Linked DNA regions of Mus musculus: regions 1 and 2 are each linked to region 3. A link is a contact called in public Hi-C and promoter capture Hi-C data. All regions are on one chromosome and are shown on one strand. Each heading gives the region's core, a stretch centred on a gene start, on an enhancer-like site or on the middle of the called end of the contact. The rest is flanking DNA. Distances are from core to core; before and after follow the strand shown. Region 1 holds the start of Pafah1b1 (platelet-activating factor acetylhydrolase, isoform 1b, subunit 1). Region 2 holds the start of Tsr1 (TSR1 20S rRNA accumulation). Region 3 holds the start of Derl2 (Der1-like domain family, member 2).

Region 1 (2,700 bases), core at 15-2,514, 3.7 Mb before region 3:
ACCATGTCCAGCTTTAAATCATTATTTTAAGATAGGGTCTTACTATATACACCATGCTGGCTTCAAACTCGTGGCAAGTCTCCTGCCTCCGTCTCCTCAGTGTTAGCATTACAGATGTGAGTCACCCTAGCTTGTTTATTACTATCATCATTGTTTTTTGTTTTTTATAAAAAGGATGCTCCTGAGGCTTGCAGAGAACTTCTGGGCTCTTGCTGGTCTCCTGCCTCCTGAGTAGCTTGGGCTACGTGCCATGTGCCACTTTGTTTGGCTACTGGGTTTATTTTATACTGATACTGAGGCCAAAAAGAGATATGATAATTTAGTCAAGGTCACATTCCCAGTGGTGACACCAGGATTCATACTGGAGACATTAACTCTGCAGCTTCCCAAGTGATTTTTACAGTATTTACCTTCATCGAGGGACGCAATAGAATCAGTTAAGCCTCAGTGCTGGAAAACACAAGTGGATAATGAAGTAATCTCATTCAATACTTAAATATCCTATATTGAATAATTCAGAGCCCCAAACCTTCCCTTTCAAAAATCAAGTGTCTCTTTGTGGAATAAATTGACATCAAATCCCCCCAGATTTGTCATCAATATACAATTCATAATATAATAAAACACAGACATGTCTTGTAGAGAATAAAGTTCCAGGTCTTTCTGTGGATTTCAGTTTCCAGAATCTCTGATGAATACATGTGACTAAGGAAAAGAATAGCTGAATCACATCTACAGGCGATTCCTTCCGATTAAAAATCTGTACCAGAAAGGAACACAAGGCAATCCATCTGCCTTTTAACCTCAACAGCTCTTCTGCCCAAGCCCACCAATTTACTTTGGTCCTTTTGGGTGGGTGGGTAGGTGGGGGATGGGGAATAATCCCACAGGCTAAGGCAGAAAGGAAGCATCCTGGCTTGGCTCCTGCTCTAGCCAGCAGGGGCCGAAATGCCAGTGCACCGGGTACCCGCGGTCCGCCGGGACAGCGCAGTGACCGCTGAGGCAGAGCAAGAGTCGTGATGGACGCCAGCCGTCAGGCAGTTTAGAGCAAAAGGGAAGCTTCCCAAGGGATCAGGGGGCAGAAGCGAGAAAAGCCGCGGACGGGACGCAAGCTCGCCGGTCGGCTCGGGTACAGCCGCCAGCTCACCCTGCGGAAGGGCGCGCGGCCCAGGCCCAGGCCCAGGCCCAGGCCCGGCCCGCGCATGCGCCGCGGGCCCTCCGCTCCCCTCCCTCTTCCTGGCGGGTCTGGGGCGGCGGCGGCGCGGTGACGTCAGGGCGTTGGGGCAGCTCCTGTGACAGACGGAGCTGGAGCGGCGGGGCGGCGGCGGAGTCCGGCGGCCGAGATAGCGAGTGAGGGAGCGAAGGAGCAGCGAGCCGAGAGTCCAGGGAGCGAGGAGGACCCGGAGGGGAGCGCTCAGGCGCGAGCGAGAGGACGAGCGAACGCTGGGCTAGGGCTCGAGCCCCGGAACGGCCGAGGAGCCCGCCCGCGGCCCTCCCCTCCCCCTCCCCGGGACCGGGCCCAGCGCGCCATCCTCCCCCTCCCTCCCTCCCTCCCTCCTTCCTCCCTTCCCTCTCCCTCCCCCTCCCCCGCTGGTGGATGGGAGTGAAGGACGGAAGAGGCCCTGCGGAGGCGGTGGTGCAGCGCTCCGGTAAGGCGGCGACGCTCTGCGCCCTCCCCTCTGTCTCTTCCATCGCGCTCGGGTGGCTGCGGGCCGGGCCGGCGGCCTGACGATGTGGCTGCGCCGGTCCCCTCCCTCCCATTCTCCCCTCCCCCTGCCGCCGCTGCCTCCTCCTTCTTCTTCTCCTCTCCTCGCTCTCAAAATGGCGGCCGCGACGGCCGTTGAGTGAGAGGCACCGAGGAGGGGGCCCTGGCCTGGGAGGGCGCTGCCCTGGCTCCGGTTCCTCCGACCCTGGCAGTGGGCTACTCAGGCTGCTGAGGGTTCAAGCCGTGGCCTCTCGGGCGGCATCGCCCTCCTGCCGCCGTGACTTAGCAAGAAAAGTATTCTTGGGTGGGAAGGGCGTGGATAGCAGGTCGCTCTCTGATCTTGGGGAAAGGGCTCAGCCCTCCTGGGCCGCGGAAGCGAACCCGCAGTCCCCACCCCTCCTTGGCTGGCGACTCGCCGCCGGGGCTCCAGCAGCTACCAGGCCTTCCAGGCGTCGGGTTCTCCGCTTGTCCTTAGGTTGAGGGTGGACCCGGGGAGGATGGCCCGCCGCTCAGGCCCTCGGCCCCCCGGTGCGGTGGTGGTCCAGCCTCTGCATTCAGTAAAGATCTGCAGCATCCACCCACCGAATCGGGCAGGATTTTCCTTTTTGCTACTGACTCCTCGCACGGGAGTTGTCTTTTGACGTTGCTAACACTGAGCTCCCAGGTTCTCGATCATTCCCTTCATCCCATCTCTCCACTCCATTAGGAAACGCTGTGACTATTTACCCTCTCTAGCCTCCCAGGTGAGAAAATGTTTTTTTGAGACGGTGGGCTGATTTCGTCTCCCAAGAGGAAAGAATTTCAGTCTTGAGATAGGAGAAAGCAAGGTGCCTGGCTTTATTTGTTATCCTGCCTGCTTTTTCCAGTGACTTAGCAAGAAACTCCTTGGGAGGAGCGCAGGAAATTTTCTGTTGAGGTTGGGTTTGGGTGTAATTCCTATCAGTATTTTTGGCTAAGAAATTGTGCCTTTGAAGAGTACCAGATTTGTGGTCTCA
Region 2 (2,700 bases), core at 50-2,549, 3.9 Mb before region 3:
CATCGATGTTTCAAGCTAGGGCACAGAAGCATAAAACTCTGGGTGCTTCCCCGTTCACTCAAATACACCGTTCCCAAGTCTTCATTCTGAAGCAGTTTAAATGCCTCTGGAAGGGAAATCCTGCTGTGCAGAGGCACCACCAGCACCTGATGTGGAGGACCATCCTTGCTGCCCAGCTGCCTCTTCTCGGCCAGAACCTAGCAACACAAAGATCCAAGAATACCTCAATCATTTGCTTCACTATTCTATCTTCAAATATACAGGTGCTGTAACCCCAGGGCAGAACTACTCCCCTTTCTGTTGCTTTGTAAAAGTACCAAGGTAATTTTATGTAACGTAAAACATTAGAAAAGATCAGAGCAGGCCGGGCGGAGCTGGCGCACGCCTTTAATCCCAGCACTCATTTCTGAGTTTGAGGCCAGCCTGGTCTACAGAGTGAGTTCCGGGACAGCCAGGGCTACACAGAGAAACCCTGTCTCGGAAACACCACCACCCCCCCCCAAAAAAAAAAAAAAAGAAAAGAAAAAAGAAAACATCAGAGGAGCCAGGTGTGGTGGCCCAAGCCTTTTAACTTAACACTCAGAAGGCAGAGGTAGGAGGATCTGAGTTCTAGGCCAGCCTGGGCTACACAGTGAGACCCTTTGTTTAAAATAATCATGATTTGCAAAAGAGCAAGCCCGTATAAATAAAGATGAGGAAGGACCAAGCATTCTCTCGTAAAAAGCCACGTGTATGGATGTGCTGTCAAGGAGTTTGGCAGGGCCTCGTTCTAAAATGAACACTGCCTGAAGGTACTCTGGGTTTACCTCCGTTTTCGGCCCATTTCCGTGTCCCATTTTCTAGTTTGAGACTTTACCAATCTCAAACCATAAGCTTCCCCACCCCCGCTTCTACTCACCGACTCCCTCTTTTGCTTTCGGAGCTGGCTGGCGCGATGCCTCTGGTCTATTCGGCTGAGCTGCCTCTTCAGCTTCTTGCAGAGGATTTTCGGTCCTACCCGGCCTGGAAGGCAGATCGGAAGTGGCTGCTCTTCTCCTCTCAGTCAAATCAACCAACAAGAACCTTCCTGCGCCGCTTAAGAGCCTTGGGCAAGGGTCCCAAGTCTAGTCTCGGTGTGGGCACGGGTACCGGCTAAGCAGCCCCTCTCCCTCCTGTCTACTCACCTTTGCTGTCCCGTTGTGCGGACCCACCGCCGTGATGCCGCCCGCCTTTATGAGCTTTATTCTGCTGCTTCAGCGGCCCGGAGCGGTGAGCCGCCATTCTGCAGTCCACGTGTGCACCAAGTGAACTCTACTTCCGGGCGGACCCGAGCGTTTCCGGCCCTGGGGACGGACTTCAGGCTTAGCACTTCCGCGACCTCTCGCGAGGTTTTTTGCCGCCAGCCTGCAAGCGCAGCGCCCTGAGTGTCCGCAGAGACGTCGTGGTGCCTTTTCCCACGCTGCAGTCCTCTGCTGAGAGATGGAGGATGCCGGCAGGAGTCTCCCGGCTCCGGCTCTGGATTAGGAGGTCAATTTTGCGCCCATCTTTCCATTTTTGCACGCTTCAGTTGCATCACGTGGGAAGAAATAAAAGTCTTTTCACGTAGACTATTGCACGCCGCTCTCTGCGGTCCCAGTGAACTGTACAAAGGGGTGACATTTGTACCTGAGTGGCCTTTCCTTTCCTCTATTACTCTAATTTCCAACGCGAAGCACTTAGAAGGGGCTCGTGTCACCGGCTCTGGAATGTCTCTTATTCCAACTCGCGCCCCCCTCTTCCCACAAATCTGCAAGATGAACCAAAGCGGATGTCGGCGACCCGGAGGAGGGCGAAGACTTCCCCTTGCGCTCGGGCACCTGTTCTTAGGAGCTCACAGTCGGGTCCTTGCTTTCCTCCTGCAAGCTTTGCGACTGAGCTGCAAGTAATATATGAACACTCCACAGGATCCGGAGGAGTGACAGGACCAGGTTCGAACCACAGTGACGCAGAGCCGAGACCCTGGCTCCGTATAGCTCCTCTCCCAGGGGCCAGAAGTCGGGAGCGGTCACGGTGGTTGAGGTTTGCCCAGACACAAGCACATTCCCAAAGTCCGCCCGCTGCGCGGCGCAGGCCGGAGCGGCTGACTTCCCAGCGCTCACAATGCGGGTTCGCGCCCTCGGGGCGGGAGCCGGCCAGTCGCCATGACAACCGTCCCTGCGGCGCGCGCCCGGCCCCGACGCCCCCAGGCGTCCGCACCCGCCCTTGACCCCCCCCCCCACCTCCCCAGTTGCGGCGCACACACCCCCTCCCTGCCGGCAGTGGGAAGGGGCCGGGCCTGCTGCCTGACGTCTGCGGGGCTCGGAAGATGGCTGCGGAGCTGAGCACCGGGCAGTGGCTGCGGCGGCTGCAGGCGGGGAGCGCAGCGGGCGGGGACTCCGCCTCGCGTGTGGGGCGCTGAGTCGGGAGGCGCGGAGGCGGTGAGGGCGCACCGGGGGCTCGGGGGGCCACTCGGTGCCACCTGCCCGCCACCTGCCGCACCATGGGCAGCGCAGAGGACGCGGTCAAAGAAAAGCTGCTGTGGAACGTGAAGAAGGAGGTACGGTCCGGGGCAAGGTCTCAAGGGGCTCGCACCCCTCCCGCGCTGGCTCGGGAGCAGAGAGGTGGAGGCACCCACGCGCGCGGCTGCCAGCCCACCGTGCCAGGCGGGGGCGGGGTCCTGGGCGGGCCGCGCCCCACGCCCCT
Region 3 (2,700 bases), core at 90-2,589:
CACCCTATAATTCTCTTAAGTTTGCACTCTAACTTTGCCTCCAAGTTTTCACCATTCCTGGATTGATGCGCCATGATTACATAACCAAATACCTACATCCAAACTTCCAGTTTTGAGAAAAGTTCCAATGTTGCCTTTTCTCTGTTGGACACTGCCAATGCTATAATGAGGCAGTAGCTATAAAGATGCAGTTTTACCAACAAGTTGCTAAGACCACTCCCCAGTGTTTGCTCCCATTCTACGTTGTCCACACTGGCCTAGAACTTCAGGATGGAACAAATCCTCTGGCTTCAGCCTTCAGAGTGGCTAGGAGCCACAGGTCGGTTCAACTACTTTCAGCTTTCTAGTCTTCCTTCTAAATGCCATTCTCTCCAACTTTTTACTTGGTTCCTACCAGTCTTGACGGTCGCATTTTTTTGTCCCACAATTTTTAAAGCTTCTTTATAACTTACTGAACACGTCTGCCACGGTCAGGATAGTCTTTGCTCCAGCCCAATCTAATTCTATTTTCTTTCCTTCAAGTAAGCATGCAGTAGGCGCAGATTCCAGAGCCAGTTCGAATACACATCCCTGAAGAACCGCCTCCGCTTTCCCTTCATCTACCGTCTCTTCTCTGCTAGATTAGAGTTCCTGCGGCTGAAGATAAACATGAGAGGTCCTCACACCGTCTCGACGAATGTAATGGACTTCAGAGCCTACGACCGCCACAGACAAGGCCCAGAAACCGCAGAACGGGAAGCGCTTCCTTCAGCTCCAGCTCCCGTACTACCCCGCGGCCGCGATGCATGCCGGGAACTCTAGGTCTCCGTACCCAGGCCGGCCAGACCGGAGGGATTCCCTACAGAACGCTCCGCCGCCCCGACGCCACTCCTCGGTCCCGCCCTTTCCGCTCCTCCTCGGAGAGCACACAGCCCCTACCGAAGCGATCCCGGGAGTGATGGATTCCGCCCCACACCGGCTTCCCGCCACTTCCTTCAAGCTACACTCAGCGGCTGGAAGAAGGCGGTAACACCGGCTCCTCCGAATCGACTGAGACCTGCCTCTGCGAACGAACGCCAAGGCGGGCTGGATCGCACTCCTGATTGGCTAGCCGTGGGTCAAAAGGAGCCACTGCGATTGGTAAAAGGAAGGCGACAAGGAGGGAAAGCTAGCTGTGGCCGGCAGGGATTGGCGGACGGAACTGGTCCTTCTCTCTGCGTTGGTAGGCGGAGAAGTAAGGATGGACCGACGCAGAGGCGCAACTCTTGATTGGTGGGTGAGCGGCCCCAAGGCGCCAGCGATTGGTGGCTGTCCGAGTACGCAGCGCTGATTGGACAGGAGTGGGTAGGCTGAAGGCCAGCTTTGAGTCCGCCCCGCCGCCTGGCATACTGGCGGAAGGGGAAGGGGGGCAGGCGCGGTGGGAAAGATGGCGTACCAGAGCCTCCGGCTGGAGTACCTGCAGATCCCGCCGGTCAGCCGCGCCTATACTACCGCCTGCGTCCTCACCACCGCGGCCGTGGTGAGCAGCTGTGGCGCCACATCCTCTTTTTCCAGGCTAGCTATGACTGCGTCTTCAGAAAACGGGTTTGGGCCGCGGAGAAGCCCAGTGGGTCTGGTCCCAGGGGTGGGTGGAGACATCCGGAGCTGACTCTAGGGTTTGGGATATTCCCAAGGGTGCCAAGCCAGTGACCTGAGAAGGGTGTGCCCCTTCGTGAAGGGCCAGGTCAGTTTCAGACAAATGAAATCCAGACCTGTAGTGAATCAGAAGTGCGGGAGCCGCCCACCCAAAAATGTGTCTGAGAGGTCCAGGTGACTAGTGGGAGTGAGGTCCGCTAGGTTCACAGACTATTATATTGAGTATAGAAATCTCGAGCTATCTGGAAACATCTTTCAAAAGACGGCCTATGGATATAAGTGTCTGGCCGCTTGTACCTATCCCTAATGGTAGCAGGGTCTTAGTTAAACCCCTTATTCCGAGTTGTCTCACCTAGCTGAGGTGGTGACCACGTGACGCACAGATTTGTAAAAGATGCTGTTGGCTTGTCTCTAAAATATGCTCACCCGCCTGCCTTATAGCATCCTCAAATATTGCAACATCAAACTGACATTGTGTGTTTATACAAAACGGTTGTGCAAATTCTAAAGAATCTCTTACCAGCTGTCACAAGCAAGACAGAAATGTATTCCAAGGGACAGAAATGATTAGATCTACTCATCCTTCGTGGTTCATGATGAAATTTTGTTTTGCGGTTGATCGGCTTCAAGAAGCTCTTTTTCCATTTCAGCAGTTGGAATTGATCACACCTTTTCAGTTATACTTCAATCCTGAATTAATTTTTAAACATTTTCAAGTAAGTGGTCTATATAGCAACTGTGATTAATGTTTTCATTATCTTTTTTTTTTTCGTATCGTTTAGTAAGTAGTAAATCCTGTGAAATAGAGTCTCAAAAAAAATAACCCAGTAGGGGAATCTCTGATTACAGGTCTTTTTGAGATGTAAAGAGGGCATTCCACAGCCTGGTTGGACTCTAGAATGGTTTGAGAGCTGCTAAGTATTTGGGAACTCCTTATATACCAAACTAGAGTTGCCAGGGGGGAGCCAGGTGCAGACAGAGCAAGCAGGAGGATGGCAGGTGCTGGATAAGCTTGAGCTAGAGAGAGAGAGAGACTGTCTTAAGAACATAATTTTTAGTGTGTCTTTGATGTGTTGAGATTTTATA

Evidence for each region. Promoter capture Hi-C pulls out the DNA fragments that hold promoters and counts their contacts. A called contact is a pair of places that touch in the nucleus more often than the background predicts.
Region 1: a promoter capture Hi-C map of pre-B cells shows a contact between it and region 3. The contact joins the promoter of Pafah1b1 here to the promoter of Derl2 in region 3. A contact is called at or near these places in 4 of 39 promoter capture datasets (cranial neural crest, frontonasal cranial neural crest, maxillary cranial neural crest and 1 more).
Region 2: a contact with region 3 is called in a Hi-C map of B cells, with 5 read pairs. The contact joins the promoter of Tsr1 here to the promoter of Derl2 in region 3. A contact is called at or near these places in 2 of 39 promoter capture datasets (cranial neural crest and liver) and 1 of 484 Hi-C or Micro-C datasets (B cells).

The regions. Positions count from the first base shown.
Region 1 is chr11:74,722,948-74,725,647 of GRCm38.p6, reverse strand. It overlaps Pafah1b1 (platelet-activating factor acetylhydrolase, isoform 1b, subunit 1), which reads left to right and starts at 1,264. Exons shown (of 11, transcript NM_013625.4): 1 at 1,264-1,649.
Region 2 is chr11:74,896,679-74,899,378 of GRCm38.p6, reverse strand. It overlaps Tsr1 (TSR1 20S rRNA accumulation), which reads right to left and starts at 1,299. Exons shown (of 15, transcript NM_177325.3): 1 at 1,164-1,299; 2 at 899-1,002; 3 at 1-197. The coding sequence starts at 1,260. Sgsm2 (small G protein signaling modulator 2) reads left to right here and starts at 2,310. Exons shown (of 23, transcript NM_197943.3): 1 at 2,310-2,554. The coding sequence starts at 2,498.
Region 3 is chr11:71,017,942-71,020,641 of GRCm38.p6, reverse strand. Derl2 (Der1-like domain family, member 2) reads left to right here and starts at 1,339. Exons shown (of 7, transcript NM_033562.4): 1 at 1,339-1,498; 2 at 2,265-2,330. The coding sequence starts at 1,406. Mis12 (MIS12 kinetochore complex component) reads right to left here and starts at 1,031. Exons shown (of 3, transcript NM_025993.3): 1 at 453-1,031.